2 separate regions of the Mus musculus genome follow, and region 2 is linked to region 1. Evidence: chromatin contacts called from public Hi-C data. All regions are on one chromosome and are shown on one strand. Each heading gives the region's core, a stretch centred on a gene start, on an enhancer-like site or on the middle of the called end of the contact. The rest is flanking DNA. Distances are from core to core; before and after follow the strand shown. Region 1 holds the start of Frat1 (frequently rearranged in advanced T cell lymphomas). Region 2 overlaps Slit1 (slit guidance ligand 1).

What was found. A called contact is a pair of places that touch in the nucleus more often than the background predicts.
Region 2: a contact with region 1 is called in a Hi-C map of bone marrow-derived macrophages, with 32 read pairs. The contact joins the enhancer-like site here to the promoter of Frat1 in region 1. A contact is called at or near these places in 2 of 484 Hi-C or Micro-C datasets (bone marrow-derived macrophages and embryonic stem cells) and 7 of 115 datasets of contacts at active chromatin or transcription factors (bone marrow-derived macrophages, embryonic forebrain, embryonic hindbrain and 3 more).

Annotation. Positions count from the first base shown.
Region 1 is chr19:41,828,337-41,834,952 of GRCm38.p6, reverse strand. It overlaps Frat1 (frequently rearranged in advanced T cell lymphomas), which reads right to left and starts at 4,983. Exons shown (of 1, transcript NM_008043.3): 1 at 2,370-4,983. The coding sequence starts at 4,785. The coding sequence ends at 3,961.
Region 2 is chr19:41,654,790-41,661,389 of GRCm38.p6, reverse strand. All of the region lies in intron 4 of Slit1 (slit guidance ligand 1), which reads left to right. Among named protein-coding and RNA genes, the nearest start is that of Gm34116, 33 kb to the left of the region's middle. Within about 2 kb of position 5,194, at least 21 of the 459 cell types and tissues checked have an H3K27ac peak or open chromatin away from gene starts, as enhancers often do. A contact at or near this core is called in bone marrow-derived macrophages, where this site is marked.

The DNA.
Region 1 (6,616 bases), core at 3,734-6,233:
GCAGTTCTAATAACATCAATCATTGATATAAATTCTGACTTATTCTATTCTAAAAAAGGGTGTAAGAGTGAGTAGTAAAAGTCAGCAAGATTTTTCACTTTTATTTACTTACCTTTTATTAAGTATAAGTGCTCCTTGAAGTATCTTAGAATGGAGAGAAAGAAATGGGCTGCATCTTGCCATATTGCCCAGGCTGGTTTCAAACTCCAGGGCTAAGGACTGGAGAGATGTCTCAGTGGCTAGGAACAATGGTTGCACTTACAGAGGACCCGAGATCAGTTGTCAGTGGCTATATGGTTGCTCATAACCATCTATAATTCCAGTTTCAGGGGATCCGAACCCTGGTTTTGACCTCTGAGAGCAATGGGCATGGATATGGTACACATGGATACATTTGGTCAAATACTTATCCATATCAAATAAAATAAATCTTAAAAAATACAAACAAGCTGGGCGTGGTGGCGCACACCTTTAATCCCAGCATTCAGGAGGCAGAGGCAGGCAAATTTCTGAGTTCGAGGCCAGCCTGGTCTATAAAGTGAGTTCCAGGACAGCCAGGGCTACACAGTGAAACCCTGTCTCAAAAAACCAAAAAACCAAAAACCAAAAACCAAAAACCAAACCCCAGGGCTGACCCACCCCTTTCTGCTTCAGCCTCCGGAGGAGTTGGAACTAAATGCATGCCACTATGCTTACTGTGGCTCTCTCTCTCTCTCTCTCCCTCTCTCCCTCTCTCTCTCTCTCTCTCTCTCTCTCTCTGTGTGTGTGTGTGTGTGTGTGTGTGTGTGTGTGTGTGTGTAATTCTGGGCCATGTATATATTCTAGGTAGGAGCTTGACTACTGTTAGGTCCTCAGGTCTTGGCAGGATTTTTATAGAAAGATTTTCAGAACTATACTGTATTTCAACTACATACTATCTCTATGCATAGTATCTATTAGTTTGACACCTACCTTTAGAAAGCAAGGGTCTTATGTTGCCCAAGCTGGCTCTAGTATGTAACTAAGGATGACCCTGAATTCCTGATGCTCCTGTCTGTGCCTGGGATTATGAGCACGTACCAAGCCTGGTTTGTTTCATCTTTACAGGGAGGCCTGTAGGGGTGAGCTCTGGCTGTTATAGATATGTTCTCATTCTATAGCCTAGGCTGGCCTGGAACTTGTACCAATCCTTCCGTCTCAGCTCCCCAAGTACTGGAATATAAACATGAACTACCATGCTTCCAAGAGATCTGGTTCTTCAGTGCCTTAGCATTCGATCATGGATAGCTTGGTGATGGAGAGAAGGCCCTGGATTGCTTAGACTTAGACCTCTGAGAAGTTCCTCCATAACTAAAAACTCAGGGCTATGCCCACACCAGAACCTCGGACCACCATCCACACAATCTCAGCACCGCACTACAGAGGCTCCTTCCTTGTCTGTGAGTCCCCATAATTGTCCCCCATCATGGCTCATGGGACATAATCTGCTTGATATATTCAGAAGCTGCCCCTCTGTGTCTGATGGATATAAGCTACAATGGTACATCGAATCAGAAGAATTGACATCTAATACACAAGACAGACAATGCTTCCAACGAGTGGGTTTCCATTGAATGAAAAATCAAGGACCCCCCCCCCCCAGTCACCTGGCTACTTAGAGCCAGTTCTGGAAAGGAAGGGCTAGGGACTACCAACCATTCTGTGCTGCCACCATGCAGGCTGTATCTCACTGTCCGTGTGGCACAGGAGAGGAAATGGAAAAGCCACGGAGTCCCCAATACTTCTCCAAGGTCCCTGCTCCACTTCAGCCTTTGTTATATCTAACTCAGCTCCTTCCTTAAGGGAACAGATTGCAGCATTTCAGAAAAGGGCAGAACGGGGCGATCGTGTCATCGCCAGGACAGGATGGTAGCAAATGTACTAAGGACAAGGAGGGAGGTGTCATTTGATAAGATCTCAACCAGTGTTCCTACCACTGGGTTTATATCTTGGGTAGCACCTGGTCAACAACCCCATTAGGGCACCAGAAGAGGTGGGCGCACGGGGCTGGGGGGGATAAGGGGTGCCAGAAGAGCTGGGTCCACGTAGGTGGAGCAGTTAGCCTCCCAGACTGCTCTGATGTCCTCCCCGGCACCCAAAAGGCTCTGAGGTTGCTGAATGGGATTGGTCCAAAACCTGACCTCAGTTTCATTTAATTTCATGCCAGCACCGACACACACCCAGCTGCACAGACCTCATCTAACTACTGAGCTGCTCAGACACAAAGGCCTCTAATTACCAGCCTCGAGCCAAGCCGACAGAGATTTCAAGTGTTTTCATGTTTATGGAGATCAGAGAAATGTGTTCTGTTCATCTTTCGCACTGGAGGCAAGTACAAAATAAAAGCCGGGGTGTGGGGGTGTGTGTGAGGGGAACCCAACACATTTATTCAAAAACAGTTATTTCAGTTAAAATCCTATAATCAGGACAGCCACAATTCCAGTCACTCCGGTGCGAAGTGTAGATATGTCAACAGCCACATCTGGATGCTGAACAAGCCATTGACTCCAGAAAACTAAAACGAAATGGTCGCTCAGAGTGAACAGTGTTTCCAAGCACTTCACAGTCACAATAGCAGAAAAACCTGCAGCTTTCCCATTTGGAGGGTCACATTTTCTACTAGGGTTCCTTCCCTTACAAAGGCCAGCTGGCACAGCTGGGGGAGGGTCAGGAGGAAATCAACTCTGTCTATCCAGGGAACTGCAGCTGTTATTACAAATGGCCCCGAGAGCCCATTAGAAGAGGCTGTGTGAGACTGTGTCCCAAGCTGTGTCCCTGGAGTGCCCATTATGTGGAATCTCCCCAATCCCCTACCCTGGCCCCTAGCATCATCAGCGCCACCCTGCTTGAGTAGGGCAGCAGAACCAAGGGGGAAAGGTGGTACTCGGTCACTGTCTCAAGGCAGTTTGTCTGCAAGCCAGGTGGAGGGGCAGGGGCGGTGGCCTCGGACGGGAAGCACACTCAGCACTCGCCATCCCCACCTCCTCTGGGATGTGGCGGGAGCGTCCTTAGGGGACTCTTGCATTTGCAAAACAGTGTGCTCTCTTCCTAGCAAGGCCATTCGGTTGTCTCCGTGTTGGAGTCCCACTACACGGTGCACACCCAGGAAACAGTGACCTTGAACCCCCAAAGGGATGGGTCTCCTTTAAAAACACACTTTACGAAGGCAGGAGGGGGTCACTCCTTGCTTCGCCATACCCTTCCATTACCCAACACAGCTCACTGCTGTCTCCACCTTACACTCATGGGGTGCAGCTTTCCCTCAACACTCTGCTAACAGCAACCCTTTGAAAGAAAAAGGGAACGGACAAAAAAACGGTTACTTCTATTCAGCCCCAAGAGGGTCCTCTCGTTGTACCGCATGTTTTACATTGAAACCAGCACCGCAAAGGATGATGAGATGGTCTTTTAACTGTCGTTAAATGTTCAAGTGTGGCATTTTGGAGGGGGGGCGCCCCCCGAAATTAAGTCCACTCTTGTTTCCCCCTCCCCGAAAATGGATCAGGAACCAGCCCTGAAAAAGTACAGCAAGTAATGGGGATCATCGTCCTTCGTTCCATAGCAGGCTGAGCCGATCCTGAGAGCATGCACCGTGGCCACGTGGTCCCCGCTTGGCCAGGAGAGTCTGCGTGGAATTGCAGCGACCAGGTTGAATCACGCCAAAAAAAAAAAAAAAAAAAAAAAAAAAAGGAGCCCTGCTGACAGCCTGCGGTGCGCTCTGTAGATTCTGCTTTAAACAAACCTAAGTCCTGGGTTTCAAACAGTTCGGGGCTTTCAATTTCAGTTACCCATGAAAATATCTGCGATATTTCGGCTGTCTTCCTTAGCTTATTTTCCCGTTTCCAAATAATGCTCGAGTCCACCACCAGCTCCGGCTGGGTGAAGCCCTGGGTAAATCCCTTGGTCCCCGGCTACAGGCTGGTGCTGTGGCCACTTAGGTTGTTAGCTGCCAGGGACAAGAAGGTCGTCCCCAGTTCTGAGCTGCGCCCTCCCCATGAAAGCGCCAGGGTCGCTGCAGGCCGCGCGAGGGCTCCCGGGCGAAGGCGGCTCATGCACTGGGGCTGACAGAGGCCCGAGGAACGGGTGTGCGGGAAGCTTTGCGTGTAACTGTAGCTGTCGCGAATGAAGTCTGCGCACCGCCTCCTTGATGAGGTTTCCCGAGAGCACGAGCTGCTGCAGGAGCCGGTGCGGGTCGTCGTCGTCGCCAGTGCGGGTCTCCGGCTGAGATCCGCGTCGCTGTTGCAAGCGGCGGGACGCGGCTGCGTTCCGGAGCCAACCCCGGCGGCACGGGCCCGACAGTGGCTGCGGGGTGCTTAGTTTGCCGGTCCCCGGGGGTCCGTCAAGGCCCGGCTGCTGGGGCAGCGCGCTGGCGCCGGGGGAGATCTCCGCCACGCAGTAGGGCGCCGACCGTCCCCGCACGCGCCCGCGCTCCCCTAGCACGCAGCGCACGGCCCCCGGGGGCGCAGGGTTCCCGGTCTCCGCTGACCCCGTCGGCCGCAGCAGCCTCCTAGCTGGGGTCCCGGTCTTGTCCGCCGGCAGCGCCGCCAGGACCTGCGGGGGCGGGGGACCCGGGGCGGCACACGGCGAGGCCGGGCGATCGTGCGCTGCGTCCAGCTGCAGCGTCTCGCCGATCTGGACGATGAGCTGGTCCACGTCGGTCGAGCCACCCAGAGTCACCGACTGCTGCAGCAGGAGGAAGCTGTCGTCGTCCTCCTCCCCCTCCGCCTCGTCGCCGGCTTCCTCCTCCTCCTCCCTCCGGCAAGGCATGGCCCCCCGCCCGGGCCCCCGCGGCTGTGCGGGCGTCGCTGGCAGCTCGGTTGGCCGCGGGCTCGGCGAGCCGCGGCTGGGGCGGGAGCGAGGCGGAGGCCCAAGCCGGGCTAGGCAGGGACCACCGGGCAGTGGCACCGCGCGCCTTAGAGCCGCGGGAGCCGGAACGCTGCCGGCTTGGGTTGATTTGTAAACAATGGGTGACGTCGCGTGGCTCCTACCACCGTGCGCGGCCGGGGGGTGCTGTCTCCTTGGCAGTAGTGAGCCTGTAGGGCCAGGGCACAGAGTAGAGCCTGGCTGCCCCCGAGCCTCATCGGCGTGCCTACTGTGTGCGGGGATGCACTGGGAAGTTGATTCTGGTTCGCTCAGCCGGGCCTAATTGGCATTCCACAAGATGGACACCTTGGGGGACTCGATTGGTTTCTTCCACACACAGTCACTTCCACACACTTACACCTCCACACACTCCCCTCAGCACGTCAAGTGGTTTGGTTTAGGCGGTGGCTTTTTTTTTTTTTTTTTTTTTTTTTTTTTTTTTTTTTTTTTTTTTTTTAAAGGTTTGGGTGACAGAGTCAGAGGAGGCTGGAAAGGAGAGGGAGTGAGGTTTGGACTCGGAGTGACGATTAGGAAAAGGTTGTTGCCAAAGATGGAAAGGAGGATGGAGACCTTGTCTGATGTGGATGGCTGAGCTGGAACGCAAACCGGCCACAGATTTCGTGGTTTTTTGGCTTGGGTTCCAGGGCATTTAGGGGCTGCGTTGACTACTGGCTCTTTGCAAGGAACTGTAATATGGCAAGTGAATGCGTGTTAACGAAATTCAGTAGTCAAATGAAGACTAGTCATCTAGAAAGGGTAGCAGTGGTGAGCTGGTTATATGAAAACAGAGCCTCGGCCATCTTAACTGTTCCAGATAGCATTGTTGAATTAATGGTTAACCAAACCTTTATTAGTTTTTTTTTTTAATATTTATTTATTTTGTGAAAGGGCCTTGAGTATGCTCTTGGATTGGCTGTGTAGCTGAGGATAACCTTGAACTCTTTATCCTCTTGCTTACAGGTTGGGAACCACTAGGTCAAGTGTGTTTATTTAATGATTTTTTTTGGAAGGGTTGGGGATTACATCCAGGGCCTTGCACATGGCAGGAATGCTTTCCTTCTGAGCGAACAGTAATTTGATGACCGCTTTCTTTCTTTCTTTCTTTCTTTCTTTCTTTCTTTCTTTCTTTCTTTCTTTGTTTTCAAGACAGGGTTTCTCTGTATAGCCCTGCCTGTCTTGGAACTCACCACGCCTGGCTGATGATGATCATTTTCAAATGGACTTCAACAGACCCCTGGGTGGTGACACACATCTGTAATCCCAACACTAGGAAGGCAGAGGCAGGAGGATCACAAGTTCAAAATTATTCCTGGCCAAATAGCAAATTTGAGGCCAGCCTGATACACAGAACTCTGTGGCCTAGTTTCTATTACACACACACACACACACACACACACACACAGAGAGAGAGAGAGAGAGAGAGAGAGAGAGAACTTAAAATAAGTGAATTTGTAACGTGTAAATTGTGTAATATAAAGTTGCTTTAAAACTAGTCATAGTGCCGGGCATGGTGGCGCACACCTTTAATCCCAGCACTCAGGAGGCAGAGGCAGACAGATTTCTGAGTTCGAGGCCAGCCTGGTCTACAAAGTGAGTTCCAGGACAGCCAGGGCTATACAGAGAAACCCTGTCTCGAAAAACCAAAAAACAAAAACAAAACAAAACAAAAAAACCAAAAAAACCCTAGTCATAAAGCATTTAGGAACAGACACACCAAGGCCAGTGAAGAGTCTGA
Region 2 (6,600 bases), core at 3,945-6,444, 170 kb after region 1:
GGACTGTGATATGCACACATCTGCCCTTAGAATCAGGGTCACCGTGCACTTCTCAGACACCTAGTACATGTTACAAGCTGCAATCTCTGAGTTTGGGAAAAAGAAAAGGTGCTGGTTAAACTGTAAACTGGACTAGATAAGGAAGGTTGAGAGTGGCTGAGATCCAAGGTGTGTAAGCAGAGGGGGCTCGGAGATTCAGGACCAGGGACAGCTCTCTGCCTAGCCCTTTTGGCGCTCTTCTGGTTACTCTGGGTTTTGGAGGGCAGATATCCCCTGTAACAGGCTGGTTGTGTGCCAGCTGGGGATGGCTGGGTGTTTTCCTTCTCCAAGGGTTCCCTTCTGTGCTGAGGGGACCAGGGTTTCAATTGCAGATCCCACTTTCTGCCTGCGATGCTCCTGATGTCAGGGTTCAGTTAGGGACTGGGAACAGGAGCAGAGAACAGTAGGACATGGCTTTTAGTGATAAGACTGAGGGTAAGCAGAACGAGAGAAATATGACGCTCACTGGCCTTCCTTCCACGACATCTGTCCTGGCATTGGCTGCCCCACTACACTGGCCAGAGTCCCAGCTTCTTGCCGAAGAAGCGCAGACCTGTCAACTGCTGCAGCTTGGCCACCTGCCTGGTGCAGAGCCTCCTGGTGCACAGCATAGGTTCTCCTTACTGGGCCCTGTTGCTCCTTTGCTTGGCTTTCTTTCCTCAAAAACTGTATTAGCCCCTGTTTCCCCGGCTCGGTGCTGTCCGAAGAATCTGCTCTCTGTCAAAATGAGCTGAGTGAAGGAAGAGGCCACAGGGAGGATGTGCAGGCAGGGCAGTATGCGTCTTCCTCGGTGCTCTAACCCCCACGTTGGCTCAGCTCATCTAAGCACTGAGCAGTGTGTGAGGTGGGTGGGTCTACCATCTGCAGAATGGTTTCTGTGCCCTGGTGCCAGGCTGGGACTGTGCGCATAATTGCCCTGTAAAAGCATCGCTGTGTCAGAAACAGAACAATCTACCAAATGTCATTTTGCTAAAAGCCAATTTGCCGAAGGCAATTCATGGATTGGCCGATTTGTCCAAAGATCGATTCGTCAAACTGACTGATTTCTTTAACTCTCTGGGAGTCTCCTGGCTTGAGTTTCTCACAGTATTGAAGACCCGGCTTTGTTGCTCTCTGCCCCAGCTCTTGGTGTTTGGACTTAGGGGAACCTGTCTCCGGCTTACCCACTGTAGCTGTAGGGAGCCAGGACAAGCAACCAGAGTCCCTAGGCCACATGACCAAGGGAACAGCTCTTGTTGTTTAACAATGTTAAACAAAACAATGAAACAAAACACCAAAAACAAACAAACAAACAACAACAAATCAATGTTAAAGACAACAAAGAAAAGTGTTGGTCCCTTGACTGGCTTATCTGTGACTTGGCCTTGGAGAGGTGACCTGTATCCTCAGCCTCCTCTGAGGATACAGGTGAGAGAGAGCCTTGCTCTTCCTCATTACAGCCTTCTCTTTGTGGAGACTGCACGGTGGGGGTGGGGTGGGGCAACAGACAGATGGATGGAAGGACATACTCCTAGCTTAGCCTCAGAATCAGCCAATGCTTGGCCTCACTCGAGGAACCCGCTATAACAACCCCAGGGCCCATGCAGAGCAGGTGTCCCCACCCCTTTGGAGACAGGGTCTTACTATATAGCCTTGCCCTGGATCTGGCTATATAGTCCAGGCTAGCCTCAAACTTACAGAGCTGCACCTGCCTCTGCTTCCCAAGTGCTGGAGTCAAAGGTGTGTACCTCCACGTCTGGCCTGTGTTCTCTTATTTGATAGCTTACCCTGTCTTCATTTTTAAAGCTTTTCCTCTGATTTCCTCTTACTTTATAACACAACCCGGGGGCCATCTTCATTCCTTCCTGAAACACGGTAAGAAAGGCAACCAGACTTCTGCCAGAGGGTCCCATACTCAGTCCCAACCTCCCTTCCCTTGGCCTGACTTTCTGAGGTCTGTGTGCTCCAGTGCCACGTTCCCGTCCTCCCGTGTGACTGGGAGGTCACGTCTCTGGAGCCCAGCGCAGGAGCTGTGGCACCCAACTATGGAGTTTGATACCAGAAACCCTGGGAAGTGCACCCCAGAGTCCAGTGCTGCTGACCATGGTACCCACTTCCCAGTTCAGCCTTTCCCTCTCGGCCACCTTATCAGCCACTCTCAACATCTGGTACTGTGTTCTCACCACATGGTTGGGAACCACGCTTGCCACTTTCTGACTGTCCACAGAATTATAAGATGGAATGGTTTTGTGTCCTGGGTATCCTTCATTTGAGTGGGACTCCAACCTCAAAGCTTCCTTGCCTTGGCGGAGCCAGTTAGCTTATGAGAGAAGGCTGCTTGCGGGGGAGATCTCTTTGGGGGTGTTTCTTTTGTGGAAGTTGATGTTCACAGCTGCCCAGCAAACAACCCAAGGTCAAGTCAGTATCACAGGATGGTTTACGGTATAACAAGCCAGGCCACTTAGTCTTTTGTTTGGTGAGGTTTTTGCAGAATGAATGGTTGGGTGGGGTGGGTGCTTGAAAGCTGCACAGGAGAGCTGGTGGCCCCAGGTGGGCAGGCAGGGAGGTTTCTGCTGATGGCAGTGTCTGGGCCCCTTGGGCCCTCAGAAAACAGGAGGGGACAAGAAGAAAGACTCAAAGCAGCCACTCTATGGTGGTGATGTCCAGACTGCCCCAGGAACTTGGCGGTTGTAAGCCCCATGACTATAGATTATAGGCTGGGGCTCCCTCTCTCTGTAAGAACAAGTTCCTTGGCAAACAGTGAGTGTGTAGCGGGCACCTCCAGACACCCAAAGGTGGACTTGTGCTAAACAGAGCTGGGCTGTGTCTCCCCTGCCCCCAACCCCAGCTGCATTGCAGAAAAGGCCTGCAGAGTAAGTGAAGGAGGTGGTTACACCCACCTCTGCAGATCCCCCCCCCCCTTCCTGCATGCAGCCTGTGCCTCAGGAGAGAAGTCAGGAGCTGTTTTTCTTTCTCCCTCACTAAAGCAGAGGTGCTGGAACCCCGCTGCTTTGAAGTGACGTCTGGGCACAGTAGCTTCAGTCTGCTTCAGCACTAGGTGGGGACATCAAAGCATTCGTACTTCTCTGCCGGATGAAGCCCTCTAACTTTAATATGCTCTAGTTTGCTATAGACCTTGCTCAAGGCGAAAATCTACCTGTCTAGTAACAAAAAGGTACTGGCGCAGGTACCAGGGGTGGCCTGCGTAGCCATTCCTCTGGGTTCATGGTAGTTGATCCCCTCTACCTAACAGTGTGAGATAATGTCATGCAGGACAGTAGCCACCTGTGGCAGTCTGAGTGAGTGGCACACACTCATAGACACGGGGGAATTTCCTGTGGACCTTGACTGGAGACCAGCTCAAACTAGTAGGATTCCCAAACCCCAGGCTCCATGTTCTCACAGAGCCCCAAAGACAATGACCTAATAGCAGTGTTGGCTGAGGGCTCCCATTCCTCTGCTCCGACCACAACCGCCACTTGTGCTTTCTGAAGAAGAGGCTAATCAACCCCCTACACACTCCAGGGATCAAATACGTGCCCAAGGAGCTCAGTGCGTGCAGGGCTGGCTCGCTGTACTCCAGGCCCAGGTCTACAGTCTGATGACCAGAAAGCCACGGATAAAGTGCGCTGGAACGCTGTACTGTGCTGAAGCCCCCTGCGGCTTGAAGAGCCACAAAATAAAGAGCTTTGCAGTGGGGCAGCAGATCCATGTCAGAGCCCAGAGCTCAGTGAAACCTTGGCTGATGCCCAATGCCTTGCCCCAACAGGGCCCCACTAATCCCCTCAGAGGCAGTGTGCCTGCTGAGACCAGTTAGAGGTTGGAGCTAATGGGGATTTGCAGTAAGAACATGGGGTCCCGACCTTCGCTCCCCTGCTTGTCAGAGTGTGGAGTATGGCTGTAACAGGCACTTGGGGACAGTGCCTAAGTCAGGGATGGGCAGAAGGGCTCCCATACCCAGTGGGGGATGACTGGGGGTGGAAAGCTGCCTCCTCAGAGTCCTAGGACCTTAGGGGTGGGATACAGGATAACCTGGGGAGTCTCTGCCTATAGAACTCATACCATATTTCTTAGAACAGATCCCCTTCTCTGGGGCTTCCCAGGATAGACTCTTACCTTCCTCAGTGGCTGCCCAGATCCCTTGCTAGGCGCACAGTGTTCCATCTAGATATGGGAAGGGAAGAACAGAGTCAAGATGACATCATCCACAAGACCAGTTTCTTGTTCTGTGCTGCTTTGACTTTTAGGAGGCATCTGATCTGCATGACAGATCAGAACAGAGACTGCGGGCTCCAGGAGTGCAGAGACTCCTACCTGCCCCGTGTCTGCATCCCTGGAGCTGCGTCCTTGTGCTGATCCCTCGCTCCGGCCAGGACGTGGGAGGGTCACTGAGTATCCTCATTGGTTCCGTTCAGTTATGGTTACATTGCCTTTGCAGTGAGTGCGCCAACTTCAGGATACTCTGGGAGCAAGAGCGATGTCTGCCATTGGTGGATTAGGGAGAGATGGGTGGTAATTAAATATTCATACGCAAACCCAATATGCTTGTATTTGCTATTTTGAATTGGTGCTGAACAGGAGGCTTGCGTGTGTGTGTGTGTGTGTGTGTGTCCCCGCACGCCTGCCTGCCCCCGCTCGTGCATATACTGGAATGTGTAGGTGAAGGAACAGTTGGAAACTAGGGGAAAGGTGTGTAGACAGAGATAAGAAAGCAGAAGGGTTTTAGGTTCATGATGCCCAATGCCCCATAATGTATGTGACCCAGCCAGCTCTTGCTGAATGCCTCACCAGGGACATACACTGTGGGTGTTTTCCGTTATACCTTGACTCTCCAGCATTTGCTGGCCCCTCTGACCCCCTTATCAGAAACCTCTTCCTTTGGTCAGGCTCTGTTATCCTCCCAGCCAGTGATGAGGGACTCGTTTTGAGGGACCTGTGAAACACCATGGAGAAAGGTTGGGTGCCCTGAGTTTGTGAAGCACAGAAGGATGAGGGCTGGGAAAGGCCCAGGCTGTGCTGAGAGGATCTCCAACAGGCCACGTGCAAGCAGAGATGAGCAACTTTAGCTGGGGGGGGGGGGGGTTGACGTGAGTGGTGACAAAAGACCACAGAAGTGTCACGGGGCAAGTCAAATGTAGCAAAAAGTGAGACCGTAGCAGCTGTATAGCAAATACAGGGAAGGCTTCTGGCACACCCTAGTGGCCACTCTGGGAACAACTGTGATGCCGTGTGGGGAAAGGAGGGACAAAAGCCCCGCTTCCATAATACAGACAAATGGAAATGAGGTTTAAAGGTTAAGCTGTGCACTCCTGGGATCTCACCAGGTCTTGCATGACAGACAACGTCCATCCCACAAAGCCCTCTTGGGTTCTCTGGGCCCATGGCTGGTGCGCGGCAGAGACAGTTGAACCCAGAAATCTTCCCATTGCTTCCTTTGATGTCAGCAATCTTCATCTATTTTTTTTTTTTTTTTGAGACTGACCAACACTTGCCATTCCTGATGGCCTTCATACCATCTCTTCTGGGTTTGTAAACTGTTCCAGTTGGTCATTTAAACAGGAAAGAAGGTTCCTGCTGTGGACTGACTGGCCAGGGCCAGTCTGGGCTTCCTAAGGGGGGTTACCTCCCCATCTCTCCCAAAGCCCTCAGGATTCCACTCTATCTGCTCTGCACTCTGGGAGCTTCAGTCGGAGGCCATCAACCTCTCTGGCCAGTCTTAGCAGGCTCTGCCTTGACCCAGTTGTTCCAGGCTGTGCCAGGCCTCCCAGTTATCCCTTGTCCTCCTTCCTGGTATGAGAGCCTGCAGAATTGATTTCCTGAGACACACTTTGACCCAGTGCTGTGATAAGAAGCATTTAAAACCCATTTATTGTAAGGATCCAGTGTTACTGCTGAGGCCATGCTGCCGGCTGATTTTTTTTTTTTTTTTTTTTTAATAAAGACTCCCGGGAGAATTCCTGTCTCATCTGAGTGCCCAAACAGCTGGACTCCTGACACTCGGATCCATTTAGACTACACATAGATCATGTGTGCTGCTGACCCCCCTTCCTTGGCTCTCAGGAAGCACTGAGCCCCTACTCTGCCCTGGCTGGTATGCCTGTGAATCACGGGGCACATTCAGAGAGCCTGCCTTTGAGGTTTCTTCTCTGCTGAGCCCTCCCACCTGCTCTCCTGCTGATCTGTAAATCCCGCCAAGCTACTGTAAAGTCTGCATGGAACAGGCCTGGGTGGAATTGATTGGCTAATCAATACACATAACAAGCCTTTCTTGCCTGGCTGAGGAGAGGATTAAGTGGATAGTGGGGAGCGGCCTGGGACTCTCTCTCAGGCTCTGCCTTGGGGTGAGCTGCCTGCTGTGTTGTGCTGAGGGGCTGCCTGGAGTTGCTGCCTCCCTGTGTACCCCACATTCTCTAGGGCACATCTCCCTGTGCACCCCACATTCTCTAGGGTACCACCTTCCTGCGCACTCTACATTCTCTAGGGCATCACCTCCCTGTGTACCCCACATTCTCTAGGGCATCACCTCCCTGTGCACCCCACATTCTCTAGGGCACACCTCCCTGTGCACCCCACATTCTCTAG